Regions from separate parts of the Mus musculus genome. Here region 2 is linked to region 1. A link is a contact called in public HiChIP or PLAC-seq data. All regions are on one chromosome and are shown on one strand. The core of a region is the stretch at or near the end of the contact, and the rest is flanking DNA. Distances in the headings are between cores, read along the strand shown.

Region 1 (6,984 bases), core at 2,910-5,409:
TTGCCATATTCAGCTAGCACCCAACAAACCTGCCTTCAGGAAAACGCTCTCCCCACATCTCAGATGCCTTCCTGTGCCAAGAATGAGGACGATCTGGAACTATTTATAGAACATTCCTTTGATACTGATAGGGCAAACAGTATCCTGGCCAATCAACTCTCCATGGGCCCACTAATCTGCCTAGGGGCAAGAGCAAGTGGTCCTCTTACTCATCACTTTATACCAGCACACAGCATAGAACCTTTTTGGATGGGTGATGGGTGGATGGATACAATTCTCATGCATTTGATTTTTCAGCATCCTCTTTTGACTCTAGCCGAGGGAACACATCACTATCCCATCAGCAGATCCATTCTCATCCCACCCCTCGAGTATCCGAGTAAGCACCTGGAGATACTCCTTGTTGGAATCCAAATTGGGTGTCCAGCCATTGTCATCACCATGGAGCCGGCTCTGTTGAGGAGTCCACCTCCCATCAGAGAAGGTGGAGGAGGCACTGATCTGTTCATTAGCAATCCGGCCAGACTCCATTCCCAAAGGGACATTGCACTGAAAATCTGGGGAGTGAAGATCGGTCAAGGACAGAGTTAGACATCTTAATATCAAACTTCTGGGGCCCCCCAGACACTGTTTCCTTCTAGGGACAAGTCCTTACAGGCACTCCCTCATCTTGAATCTAATTATACGCTCACATTTTAAAAACAACTACACTAAGTCACATAGTTAACAACCCCTCTGGGTCTTCAAGGAACTAAATTGGACCTAGAAGAAATTAGATGATAGATAAATAAGAATCATCATATAAATTAAAAATACCACCTAAAACACGAGTGCTGCAGGCTGTGGATGCTTTGAGGTGCCAGATGCACCAGCCATGTGGTACAGGTGAACATGACAATTTGGGTGGGCTGAGCCATTGTGGGAAGCCTGGCTTATTAACCCACACCCAGGAGGCACTTTTGCATGTCTCTCTTTCAGCCAAGTGTTTCCTGATTTCTGGCATAGAAGACAGACACTACAAAGTATAAATACCCATCTGTGGGAAACTTCTCCGTGAGGACGTGCACGCCCCATTGAGTTCCCCTACACCAACGGCTGGGCTAACAGATCCAGGAGTCTGACCCTGGTCTTATGCCATCAGAGAAAGTGCCATCCTTCTCCTGGATGCTGTGGACAATGATCAGTGTTTGCAGAAGTCATGCGTTTGATAAAAACCGGCCACCCTTCTGAGGTATCAAACCTATTCTTCAGCTCTGGGGATGCACCGGCCATTTACTGAGCCAGCTATAGCTTGCTATGTGGTTTCTCATGCACTCTTCAGGGACTCTGATGGAAAACACAGAAGCAAACACCCAGAGCGGAGCCTGCTCATTTTCCTGGCAGGTCAGGCTGCTCTGTCTGTAGTTACATGGATGGTGAGCTGTCCACAACAGTAGCGGGAGCTCCTCAGTTCTCATCATCTGAAAGTGCTTGGGTGTTTTTGTTTTCTTTTATTTTTTTCCTTTCAGGAAATCATTTGTGTCTCTAAGCAGCCATGGCAGTGAGTCTGAAACACAGGGCTGGGAGCAGATGGCTTGAAAATGGGACTCAGGATGGGAGACCAGTGGCTCGGGTGGTAGGTTCCACAACAGCTGGGCTCACCGCAGCACTTTGCAATTGCTGTGCACAGGGTCTGGCACTCAGTAGAAGCTCCCAAAATGGTCTATCTTGCAAGTGTGAAGTGGAAGTTACGGGATCGTATAGTCGAGCCAGAGAAACTCTCCGTGGAGCTACAGACCTTTATGTAACAGTGAGTTACACGTGGCTGTTTTTTGACAATGGCTTTTGAGGTCTGGAGATGGAGGAACTGATCTACACCTGAAAAGGTTAGACAGCATGTGCACCATCCTCAGGACACTTTTCAATCCATGGACGAGGGAACGGAGGACGGCTCCAGATAGTCCTATGTCTTTTTCTGGGAATAACTCGTACTTGTGTGTTTGTTTGGTTTTATAAGGAACTAAGAACCCAGATAGACATTGTCCCTTTCCCATTCATCTTTGCTGGGAAGGAAAACATGACTTTCCTTGAACTCAGATAGCACCACAAAATCTTCAGCATTTCTGTCAACTGTTTTCAAAGAGGTCAGCCCTTTACCTGTACGTACACCTGTCCCTAATGAGAAAGAAGCCAAGACAAAGATTCCCCAATGGTCAACTCACTCTCAGGTGGCTCCTGGTGGATCAAATAGTAACGTGCGGAGAAGCCATCCTTGGCCACTGCCATGTCCGTGTGAAAGGTCAAGGAGAGGATCCCCGTGGACGAGCGGAGTTTGGAGGGTGTTTTCGTCCCACAGTACTTGCCAATCAGAGGTCCAACTGGATATAGGAGATAGAGAGTAGTCAGAGAAATCTCAAACTGGCTTTCAATGTTTTCTCACTCCACAACACCGTGGACCTCACTGCCAATGCCTTGATGTAAAAACTGAAGGTGTGCTTGAAGAATGATGTCTGATATTCCCCCTGAACATTAAAAGTGCTTTCCCTGAGCTGGCTTTGTTCTGTTCTTCCATCCCAGAAAGATGGGCCAGAAGGTATCATTACAGTACCTGCTCTACAGATGAAGAAATAGAATTTCAGAAGGTCGGGTGACATTTTCCTGTTCACATTACTAGGAAACAGCAGAGCTGGGACCCAATCCCTGCTTGCCTACCTACATCTTATGCTTTTCTCAAGATGAAATTGCTCCTCTGTACCAGGTATCCTTTACATTAGAAAATACTTAGAACAAGCACAAAGATGAACAATTTCCAATACCGACTACACAATCTGTGTTAGTCCTTCACCTGATTTATATAGGCCCCTCTTGGCTATAAATGCTTGCTTTTCAATATCCATGACTATATTAAATAGTAATAAAATAATAGTACTCGTGATAATAGTGATGATAGGTATTTCCCAGACAACATACTGAGAGGTTCAATACCTTGGCTGGGTTGTACGTCAGAGAGATTCAAGTCCAGTCACTTTGGCTTTAAATCCTTCTATACGGCCACATCATATGATAATTGATTCACTTCTATTTTAATAACTTATGTAGAAAGGAACAACACTTATAGTTTTGCAATCTCTAATGGTTAATCTCAGTTTTCACTTGATGAAATTTAGAATCATCTTAGAGACAGTCCTCTGGGTATATCTCTGGGGGATTACCTTGACTGGGTTAATCGAAGTGGGAAGATGTGCCCACTTTGGGTGCTACTATTCCCTAGGTTAGAGTCCTGACCTTCATAAGAAGGAGAAAGGGAGCTGAGCATAAGCGTTCACTCACCATGTGGAATGCCATCCCAGATGTCCAGCCAGTCATATTTACAGTCTCCTTCCCCCACTTGTAGAGGGTCATGCTCCAGGTCAAAGGTCAGGAACTGTAGGATGATCTCCATCCTGGGTTTGGCCAGGATGGTGAAGGTACAGTCCAGATTGTGTGGATACTTCTCTGGAAACCCTGGAGATTCAATGGTCCCATTGGGGCTTGTAAAGTTCTTGGAACAATCTTCAGAGCCTGAGAGAGAGAGAGAGACAGAGACAGAGACAGAGAGAGAGAGAGAGAGGGAGAGAAGGAGAGAGAGAAGTTATTAGAGAGTAGCCTTTCTCTGCTCTCTCCTCTGCCTTTGGGTTATTTAAATGTTTGTGTCTATGTCCCCTTGTCTAAACAAGGTTTTTATTTCTGTTCAAGTAGCACTTGGAACAACACATCCTTGCCCTCTGTGTTTCAAGTCCTCAAGCCAGCCTCCCTTTTGGACAGAAATTAGGACAGTGCAGCCGATTGCTTTGAATATTAGAATAAGAGCAACAGTCGAGGGATTGGAGGGTAAGAGGTAAAGAGGGGTGTGTGTGTGTGTGTGTGTGTGTGTGAGAGAGAGAGAGAGAGAGAGAGAGAGACAGAGAGAGAGAGAGACAGAGAGAGAGAGAGAGATCTTGAAAGAGGGACAGAGTCTTCTTTCTCAATTACTCAGCTGCTCACTCCAGAATGTAAGTTATTTCAATCCTTAAGGAAGGCTTGCTGGTTGCCAGCAGAGAAAACAATGTTATCCCTTATTTATTGCTGACCTCAACACTAGCCTCTATTGTACCCTAGCCAGCTAAGTGCCCCTTCTCCCTCCAAGTTCCAAGGTGCCTCAGGGGAGGGGCAAAGGGGAGCTGGAGCCTCCCTCATGTCCTGACTGGATTAAACGGGCTGCTCTGTAGTGGTGGGACAATTAACAATCGAGGTTTTCAGCCGGTAGATCACAGCAGGGCGTTGGGGATGTTAAAGGCCGCTCTGGTGGCGAGTCTGGAAAAATGCAGCAGTGTATTGACATTTGGAAGGCTTCTGGTGCCTTTGTGGTGGGGATGGCCTTGTTTCCCTCCTAAGCTCTTGGGTTAGCTTTCTTGGGATGCATCCTGATGAAACATGCCACACACTCACACAATCGCAGCCTGCTACAGGCTTGGGCAGCAGCAGCAGGAACAGAGAGGATTACAGCCACCACAACCCCAGAGGTGGAGTCATAGTAGAGGAGCCCTTGTGCTTTAAACCCAGCAACTGTTGGCTCTGGGCAGAGCCAGGAACAGAGACCCAGCATATACAAAGAGCAAGAGTGAGTACGAGTTAATGATGTGGGTGCAAATGCTGGCAATTACAGTAGTTTTTATTCACTACGTTTGGATTTTAAAATAAGTAAAGGAAGCAGAATTTAGGAAAGGGATAATAGACACTCTAAGCATGACGAAAACAACAACAACAACTAAAAACAACAAACAACACAGAAATACTCAATAAACCAGGTGTTTACCGGCAGGAAGTACCCTCTGGAGATCACACTGAAATATAACTGTGGGTTGTCAATATGCCGATCTTAGCCGGCAGCGACCACATCTTTATCTAAGGCTCCTGTAGCAGGCAGGGCCCTCTGCAAGTCTCTATGCATGATGACTTTCTGGAAAGTGCAAATATCTGACTTGGAGAAGGTCCCGTGCAAACAGGTATATGTGTATTTGGGGTAGGCTCGTAACTTTCTGTAGTTCAGGCGGCATAGGGAATTCCCAGCATCTACAGCTATATCCATGGATTACCTCCTTCCGTTGTCATTGCTGCACCTTGGGCTGTGTAGGGGATGCGGACCAGGAGCAAGAAAGAACCTTCCTGGGTTATTTGGAGCTCTAGGGGCCACATCTCAGAGGCTTTGCCTTTCGCTCAGTGGCACAACAGCAGCAGGGAAGTCCCAACCTTGCCAGTGGGCAGCTAGCTTGGGTGGGATGAGCAGGGGTGCCCCTCCCTGCTTCCTCAGCTTTGTTTACCAGCAGGCAGCAAACTCCTGAGGGCTTCCTCAGTGGCCTGGGATGATGTGATTTGGGAAAGCCAGGCCAGCTGGCTGGTCTTCAGGGGGCCAAGAAGAATTTTGAAAAGGTTAGAGTTTAAGGCTGCTATGCAGATTTCTTCACAGCACACACAGGGAGCCTCACACAGTGCTGGATGGGAATCAAGTCTCTGTTCACAACTGACTTGAGAGTTAGCCTCTGGAGAGTTCCCTCCTAGAGCTGGCTCCATTGTCAACCCTTCAGAAGGCACGGGGACTCGGCGCCTCCTTGGGAGCTGGGAATTTATGATAGAATCTTTGATCCTTGTCATCCTTGGGGGAACAAAGTGTTTGAACAATGGGCGTGTAGAGCCTAATACGGGCCCTGGAGAACGTGAGACTCTAAAACATTCTGTTTCAGGATCATCGGGTCTAGCATGTAACTGGAAGGGATTTTTCAACATCAAGTACTCAAGGCCAAACAAATAACAAACAAACAAACAAACAAAACCAGTGCATGTCTGATACATGGTTAGAAATAGATACATTCCTTTCTTGTTTTGAGGGTGGTGAGAAGACATTATTGTTTTATCCTTTGCAAGCAGAAAAAAATCAGGCATCTTATAAAATTATATATTTGTCTCTGGTCCCACCATGGTCAAGGCACCTGAATGGCAACCAAAAACCCCAGGTCAAAAGGGATCCTGGCAATGGAGGCAAACTGAGAGTCTTGCAGAAATCTGACTAATTCACAATCCTTTCCCGAAACATGTTAAAAGGACACAATTTTTAAAATACCCAGCTGACAAACATTGATGTCGATTCGATGATAAGATGACTCTTGGAGGTTTGAGCCAGTGTGGTGGCTCATACCTGAAATCCAAGCACTGTAATTCTAGGAAACTGAGGCAGGAGGACCACCGTGAGTTCTAGGCAAGCCTGAACTATGAACTGAATTCTAGGACAGTGTGGGCTACAGAGTGAGGCTCTGGCTCATAAAACAGCAGAACAACACAAAACTGAAGTTGTGGGGCCTGGGCTGGAGCAAAGCATTCCTTCCAAAGTCTTTGGCCTGAAGAATAGTTTACATCATGGAAGTATAGGAAGAGGAGCCTAACCCATACAAAGATAACAAAAATACACTGGCCTATCAGAAGTCAAGCTTGACTTGACCGCAGGTGGTGATGTTGGGCCTTTATCTTAGGGGCTCAGAATACTGGACATTCCTCTTCCCATGGGCAAGTCCCACAATTTCACTTTCAGAAATACCACTGAGTATTGGAGACAGGAGAGAAATTTGGATTTTGAATTTCTGCTAAAAGCAGCAAACCCTTCTGACTGATTGTGATTCTCATGCCATCTTTCAAGTTCTTCTAAAAAACAAATTTCTTTCCTTATTCTGTTCCTGGTTTGGTGACTTCAGATTGTTTCAATTTGCAACTTTTTCTTGGCTTACCCTTTTCTAGGTGACACAGCCTGGTGAAATATATGCCATTTTATCCTTCCTTTAGGGTAGACGTGACCTTTCACTCCATCCGTACGCTCTGTGTGCCCCAGCCTGAGGGTGCATGTGTCTCACTGTAACTCTGTAGCAGAGCCTGCAGAAAGGCAAGCTTCTAGAGCCTTCTGTATGGCTGTTTGCGTATCTGTGTTTACAGTTTCCCCTC
Region 2 (6,984 bases), core at 3,138-5,637, 390 kb before region 1:
TTCCCCATTCAATCACCATAATACCGATCCAATGACTCATTTCAACTTGGCACTGCTCCGTGAGTCTCATTCAGTTGTTGTTGTTGTTGCAATATTAACTAGTAAGTTATACAATGCAATTCTGTCATACAACACAGTTTCTTAGTTCATTTGAATACTAACTTTGATTTCTTTATAGATAACCAAAATTGATAGAAAAGCAGTTGTAAGCATTAGCAACCCAGTGTAAATTATGTATAGTTATATATGCTCATAAAAACACTTTCAAGGAGCTGGAGAGATGACTAAGGAGTTAAGAGCACTGGCTGCTCTTCCTAAGGACCTGAGTTCAATTCCCAGCACCCACATGGCAGCTCACAACCATCTGTAACTCCAGTCCTAGGATGTCTAACACCTTCACACAGAATACATGCAGGCAAAACACCAAAGCACATACAATAAAAATAAATAAATCATAAAAATAAAATACTTTTGCTAGGTAGTGGTCATGCACACCTTTAATCCCAGCACTGGAGAGGCAGAGGCAGGTGGATTTCTGTGAGTTCAAGGCCAGCCTGGTCTACAGAGTGAGTTCCAGGAACAGCCAGGGCTACACAGAAAAGCCCTGTCTTGAAAAACCAGAATGAAAAAAATAAAACCCAAAACCTCTCAAATTATAACATCGGCCAGGCATTATGGGAGAGACAGGTTTATAATCTCAACACTCAAGTATTCACTCAGGTGAGGCAGGAGGATATTATACAGCAAGACCTTGACTCAAAATGCAAACAAGTAGAAAACCCTACAGACTTGTTTTGAAGGGCTGGGTCGGTGACTCAGTGGGAAGGACCACTTGCTGAGTAAGCGTGAGAACCTGAATTTGAATCCCCAGCAGTCACATAACCCAGCCACACACACCTGGAACCCCAGTATTGTGTGTAGGCAAGACAGGAAGATTGCAACTGTAGTGCGCATCAGGCTAGTTCCAGGGTTAGTGAAAGGTCATATTTCATAGCTGTTAAGGCAGGAGAGAGGACACACAACACCCTCCTCTAGCCTTAAGGGTGCACATATGTGAGTGTCTCTAGCCTTAAGGGTGCACATATGTGAGTGTGTCTCCATACACCACATACACATATGCACACACGCAAACTCTTAATACATTTTAAGATATTATTAAATAATAATTTTTAAAATATAAAATGTATTTTATATTTTAAAGTATATAAAAATAATACATATTATTTTGACTTGTAAGTCATATTTTTGCAGGTTTTCAATTTTTTTTGTTTTTTTTTTTTGTTTGTTTGTTTTTTTGAGACAGGGTTTCTCTGTATAGCCCTGGCTGTCCTGGAACTCACTTTGTAGACCAGGCTGTCCTCAAACTCAGAAATTCACCTGCCTTTTTGTCTTTTTTCGAGACAAGGTTTCTCTGTGTAGTCCTGGCTGTCCTGGAACTCACCCTGTAGACATGGCTGGCCTCCAACTCAGAAATTCGCCTGCCTCTGCCTCCTGAGTGCTGGGTTTAAAGGCATGTGCCACCACGCCCAGTGGTTTTCTACTTTCTAAAACTTTTAATAAGTAATATTCCTTACTATATTTCAAATTTCAAAGACTCCTACAAGTGTGAATTTTTTTTCCTTTTCACATTATATGGGGTTTCATTTTGTTGTTGTTATGCTATGTATGTTTGTTTGTTTATTTGTTTGTGTGTGTGACATAGGGTCTCACTTTGTAGACCAGACTAGGCTGGCCTCAAACTCCTAAGAAACTTGCTTGCCTTTGTCTGGAGTGCTGGGATTAAGACATTCCATACTGAACTTGGTCTGGTTTTTGTTTTTTATTCTTTGTTTGTTGTTTTGTTTTGAGACAGGGTCTCATGTAGCCCAAACCTGGCTTTGAACTTGCTCTGTAGCCAAAGACAACCTTGAACTTCTGACTCTGCTGTTTCCATTTTACAAGTGCTATGTTTATAGGTATATCACAGCACACCTGGTTAGGGTCTGTCTGTCTGTCTGTCTGTCTGTCTGTCTTCTTCTTCCTCCTTCTTTTCCTCCTTTCTCCTCCCTCCTCCTCCTTCCCCACTCTTCCTCCCCCTCTCCTCCACCTTAATTCGTTTCCACTTTTGAAGAAGGTTCACATTCTGTAGCTCAAGCTGACCTTGAGTTCTTATCAATTCTCCTACCTCAGCTGCTGCTTACTCAGAATATAGACAAAGCCTCCACACCCTACTCATTCCGGGTTTTGGTTTGTTTTTTTTTTAATGTAGGATTGGGCCTGGGAGATGACTAAGACTTCCACAAAAGGATGAGGACCCCAGTTCAGATCTCCAGAGTCCACATAAAAGCTGGATGGATATGGTAGCCACCTGTAACCTGCCTCAGAAGGCTAGAGACAGGATCCCCAGAGCAGAGCCCAGCAAGACTAGCCATATCACCAGGTCTAGATTTCATTGAGAAACCTGACCTTACTGAGCAAGGTAAAAGAGCCCTAACATCAACCCCAGGCCTTCATGTGCATGCTTATACACACATGTACTCCTTGACCCCTGGACACATGTGTATACACAAGTGCACCAAATGCAAACACATTAAGAGAAAAGTTACAGGTAGGACTGGGAGACTGGTTTTAAGAGCATGAGGCATGTGGTAGCTCACACCTTTAGTCTCAGTATTCCAGCGGTAGAAGGATCTCTGTGAGTTCAAAGCCAGCCTGGTCTACAGAGCAAGTTCTAGAACATCCAGGCCCACACAGAGAAACCTTGTCTCAAAGAGAGTAAAAACAAATCAAAGAGAGGTAAGAAAGAAAAGAAAAACATTATACTGTTGAGGTCCTAAAATAGGAAAACAGGTTTCCATATAGGAAACACGCTCTCCTGTGTAGAAATAAAGCAAATATGAAAGCTGTTCTAGGCTCAGCTGGTGGGGTGCTTGTTAGCATGTAGGAAACCCTGGGTTCAAACACTAGCTACTGCTTAAAACTGGGCATGGTGGTATATATTCCCAACTTTCAGGAGGATCAAAGTTCATTTGTTCCTCAAGTACATAGCAAGCTTGACGCCTGCCTAGGACACTTGACACCCTGTCTCAAAAAACGCCTCTGCATATTAGCAGGATTTTGATGTAAATCTAAGTCTGTGTGGCACTTAGTCTATTTCTGAGATTTTCACCCTGTGTATTTTCTGTCTGTTGAAATTACAGTTTTTCAACTCTGCCAAAGCTGGGAGAAATCACTAAGCTGTGAACGAGTTTGAAGACATCGTGACATCTAGTACTGCTTACTGGGTGCCAACACGGTGATAGATCCATCATTCATGTGCTCAGAGAGAAAGCCGCAGGATCAGTTCTCTAAATGGAAACTCTAGTTCTATGGTTGATAAGCTACTATCATTTTGTTAGACGTTTTCATCATTGTGACAAAAATACCCGAGAAACAACTAAAGAGGAAAATTCAATTTTGATTTTGTTTCCAGTCCACTGTATCTGGGAAGGTGTGGTGGGACAGTGCTCTTCCTTCATGGCCTCCAGGAAGCCGAAGGAGAAATGGCTTCTTTCCTCTTCTCCTTTATTCCTCTGGCCCACAGACACTGGGTGGAGCCATCCACACACTGGGTGGAGCCATCCACGTTGAAGGCGGGTCCTCTTCCACACGTAGGAGCTGGTGCTCCTCTGGAAGTGTCCTCACAAAGGAGTGCCTTACTAATCCAAGTACGTCGAATGTCACCAAGTAGTGTCTAGAGAAGTAGTTCAGTCGGCCATGTGTTTTCAGAGCACGCGCAAGGCTCTGGAAGCCATCTTTAGTCGTAAGTAAGCATCAGCCAGGCTTGGTAATACAGCGCCTATAATTCCAGGTCCTCAGAGTTAGAGGGAGGAGAGATGGTCCAGTGGTTAAGAGCACTGGCTACTCTTCCAGAGGACCCAGGTTTGATTCCCAGCAAAGCGTGCCATGGTAGCTCACAACCATCTGTAACTTCAATCTTAGGGACCCAGTGTCCTTTTCTGACCTCCGTGGGCACTAGGCATGCACATGGCCTACAAATATACATGCAGGCAAAACATTCATAACAAAATAAATTAAAACGCTTTAAAAAATATTCAAGAGCCGGGTGTGGTGGCGCACGCCTTTGATCCCAGCACTCGGGAGGCAGAGGCAGGTGGATTTCTGAGTTCGAGGCCAGCCTGGTCTACAAAGTGAGCTCCAGGACAGCCAGGGCTATACAGAGAAACCCTATCTCAAAAAAACCAAAAAAAAAAAAAAAAAATTCAAGGTTATCCTTGGCTCCATAGCAAGTCCTCAGAACTTGTGACACTTCCTTCTGTCTCACGCCCCTGAGTGCAGGAGTGATAATGCATGTACCTGCACACCACCAGGGATGGCTGTAGGAACTCCACTTTGGTTTCCCTTCTCCTTTGGTCCTCTTGGGGTACTTCAGTGCCTCTCCCAAACTAGATGTGTTCTGCCTCTGAGCTGTATCTCTAGCCCTTCTAAAATGATTTTCTCTGACAGGATCTCACAAAGCCTGGCCTGACATTTAGAACCTCCTTGCCTCATTTCCTGAGGACCTTGGATTACAGAACTAAACCACAGATTCATCCACAAGAGTCTGATCTGTAAAAAAGAATGAGAGTGGGGGCTAGAGAGTTGCTCAGTGGAGCACTGGGTGATGTTGCAGAGGACTCGGGTTCAGTTCCCAGCCCCCACGTGACAGCCCCTCACAAATGTCTGTAACTCCAGTTCCAGCAGATCTGATACCTTCTTCTGAGCCTCCAAGGATATCAGATACTCATGTGGTACACATCCATACATGCAGGCAAAACACCTATGCACATAAAATTTAAAACAAGCTTCAGAGAATGAAAGTGGACACTGAGAAAATCCTGTGGCTATAGAAAAAAAAAGTTTAGTTTATTCTATGTGCTCTCTCTGCATGTATGTGTACATGCCTAATGCCCTCTGAGTTCAGAAGACCATACTGGTTCCTAGAACATACTGGAGTTGTGTGACAGTTGTAAGCTGTCATATGGGTAATGGGGATTGAACTGGGTCCTCTGCAACAACAGCAAGGGCCGAGCCATCTCTCTAGTCCCAGGGTGATTTCTAATACGACCACTGTAAAGGTCAGTACTAAAATAGAAAGCCTTAAACGACTTCCTTGTGTGTGTGCAGAGGCACACTACATAGTCCAGGCTGTCTTTGAACTCTTTTGAAAAAGACTGATTTCTTATATTTTTCTCTCCTATATTTGTGAACTTCTATCTATTGGCTTCAGGTATCCAGGCCTGCACAGCCAGACCCGTTACCTGCTGCTAGCCTCTACTGTTTGTGAGAGCGGATCTCCCGTGCTCTAGGCTGGCATTGGGTCCTCCTGGTCCTTGTCTCCCACTGCCCACCCCCACCCCTGTCTGCACACAGTGCTTTACACCAGGTACCCTGTTTCTAGTCAGTTGAAACGAGGGGGGAACTTGACTTTTAAAACTGCTCATATGTAGTCTCCCCTCCCCCAGCCTGAAACCTGCTTGCTCAGGGGTGGAGCTTCCTGCTCATTCGTTCTGCCACGCCCACTGCTGGAACCTGCGGAGCCACACACGTGCTCAACTTTCTACTGGACCAGAGATTATTCGGCGGGAATCGGGTCCCCTCCCCCTTCCTTCATAACTAGTGTCGCAACAATAAAATTTGAACTTTGATCAGAATGAATTTGTCTTAGCTCCATTTCTTCTTTCGCCCCGTCTAGATTCCTCTCTTACAGCTCGAGTAGCCATATCAGTCGAACCGTTCACGTTGCGAGCTGCTGGCGGCCGCAACACTCATAGGAAGGTTACTTTATCTACTCCAATGATCCTGAGATTAAGCTACTGAAAGCGGCTTTTCTATATTTTAAGTTATGATTTATTACATCTTACTGTTTGCCACCAATATTTACCACAGTGCTTTTTCAGAGTCAGATCTTCAATAAACATTTACTTAATGAATAAGTGAATAAAAAATAAAAATGCATTATAGCCAAGAGTATGCTGAGAACATTTATTTGTTTTTAAGTGATTTTCTTTTGAGATAGGATCTTACTATGCTGCCTAGTGTGACTTGGAGATCTTCAGCTTACGTGAACCTTTTGTGCTGGCTTCCCGGGTCAATGCAGCCACCTGCACACATGACTGCACCTGGCTTAGATTGTTAACTTTCTGTATGTGGCTTTAAAGATGTAATTCCCAGGCAGAGATGCGTGTAGGGGTTTATAAACCACTCTTTATACAGCAGAGCAGCACAGTGGGGTGGATGAGAATCATTGCTTTTACAGCTGGGTAAAAATCTGTGCCACTGACAAACATGAAAGAGGGGGACAGACAGATGGGTCGACAGTTTTCACTGTTGCTGGAGGACAGAATTGAAACCAGTGTCCTGCCAGGGGGGAATGAGTGACATTTGCTTTTATTAAGGATTTAGACAAGTGTACACATACAGTTTTTTTAAAAGCACCAGGCATGGTCATGATTAATATACAGGATCGTAGTACTTGGCTGGCTGAGTCAAGAGGATTACTGTGAATTTGAGGCCATCGGGAGTTCTAGTGTAATCTGGACTAGAGTGAAAACCTGTCTTCAAACAAAACACAATCAACAAGGTAGAGGTGCCCAGCAGAGCGTTTGCCTTGTATGTATGAAGCCCAGAGTCCGGTTCCCAGCACCACATGCATGGGGTATAACAGCACATGCCTGGGATCCCAGCACTTGGGAGGTGGAAACAGATGGCAGAAGGTCATCCCTACAGAGACCCTATTTAAAGAAAAACAAGCAAAAGAGCGTGGAGCTTATTCTCAGTGTAGAGTACTTACTACCATGTAGGAATGAATCCCTAGTTTAATCTACAGAACCAAAAGAATCACTTTCTAAGCAGGGCATGATGACACAGTGCAAGCCTGAGCTTAAGCAGAACAAAACAGCTTTATGCCAGAGTGGTCAGTTGTCTCATTAGTCCAAATATGTTCATGTGGGAAGCAGAGTAGTG

Evidence for each region. HiChIP or PLAC-seq counts read pairs in DNA pulled down with a chosen protein or histone mark.
Region 2: a contact with region 1 is called in an H3K27ac HiChIP or PLAC-seq map of embryonic stem cells, with 6 read pairs. The contact joins two enhancer-like sites.

The regions. Positions count from the first base shown.
Region 1 is chr1:62,740,731-62,747,714 of GRCm38.p6, reverse strand. Nrp2 (neuropilin 2) reads right to left here. Exons shown (of 17, transcript NM_001077404.1): 4 at 3,310-3,540; 5 at 2,202-2,357; 6 at 388-557. Among named protein-coding and RNA genes, the nearest start is that of Gm29083, 26 kb to the right of the region's middle. Within about 2 kb of position 4,159, at least 71 of the 459 cell types and tissues checked have an H3K27ac peak or open chromatin away from gene starts, as enhancers often do. A contact at or near this core is called in embryonic stem cells, where this site is marked.
Region 2 is chr1:63,128,619-63,135,602 of GRCm38.p6, reverse strand. All of the region lies in intron 1 of Ino80dos (INO80 complex subunit D, opposite strand), which reads right to left. Among named protein-coding and RNA genes, the nearest start is that of Ino80dos, 18 kb to the right of the region's middle. Within about 2 kb of position 4,387, at least 103 of the 459 cell types and tissues checked have an H3K27ac peak or open chromatin away from gene starts, as enhancers often do. A contact at or near this core is called in embryonic stem cells, where this site is marked.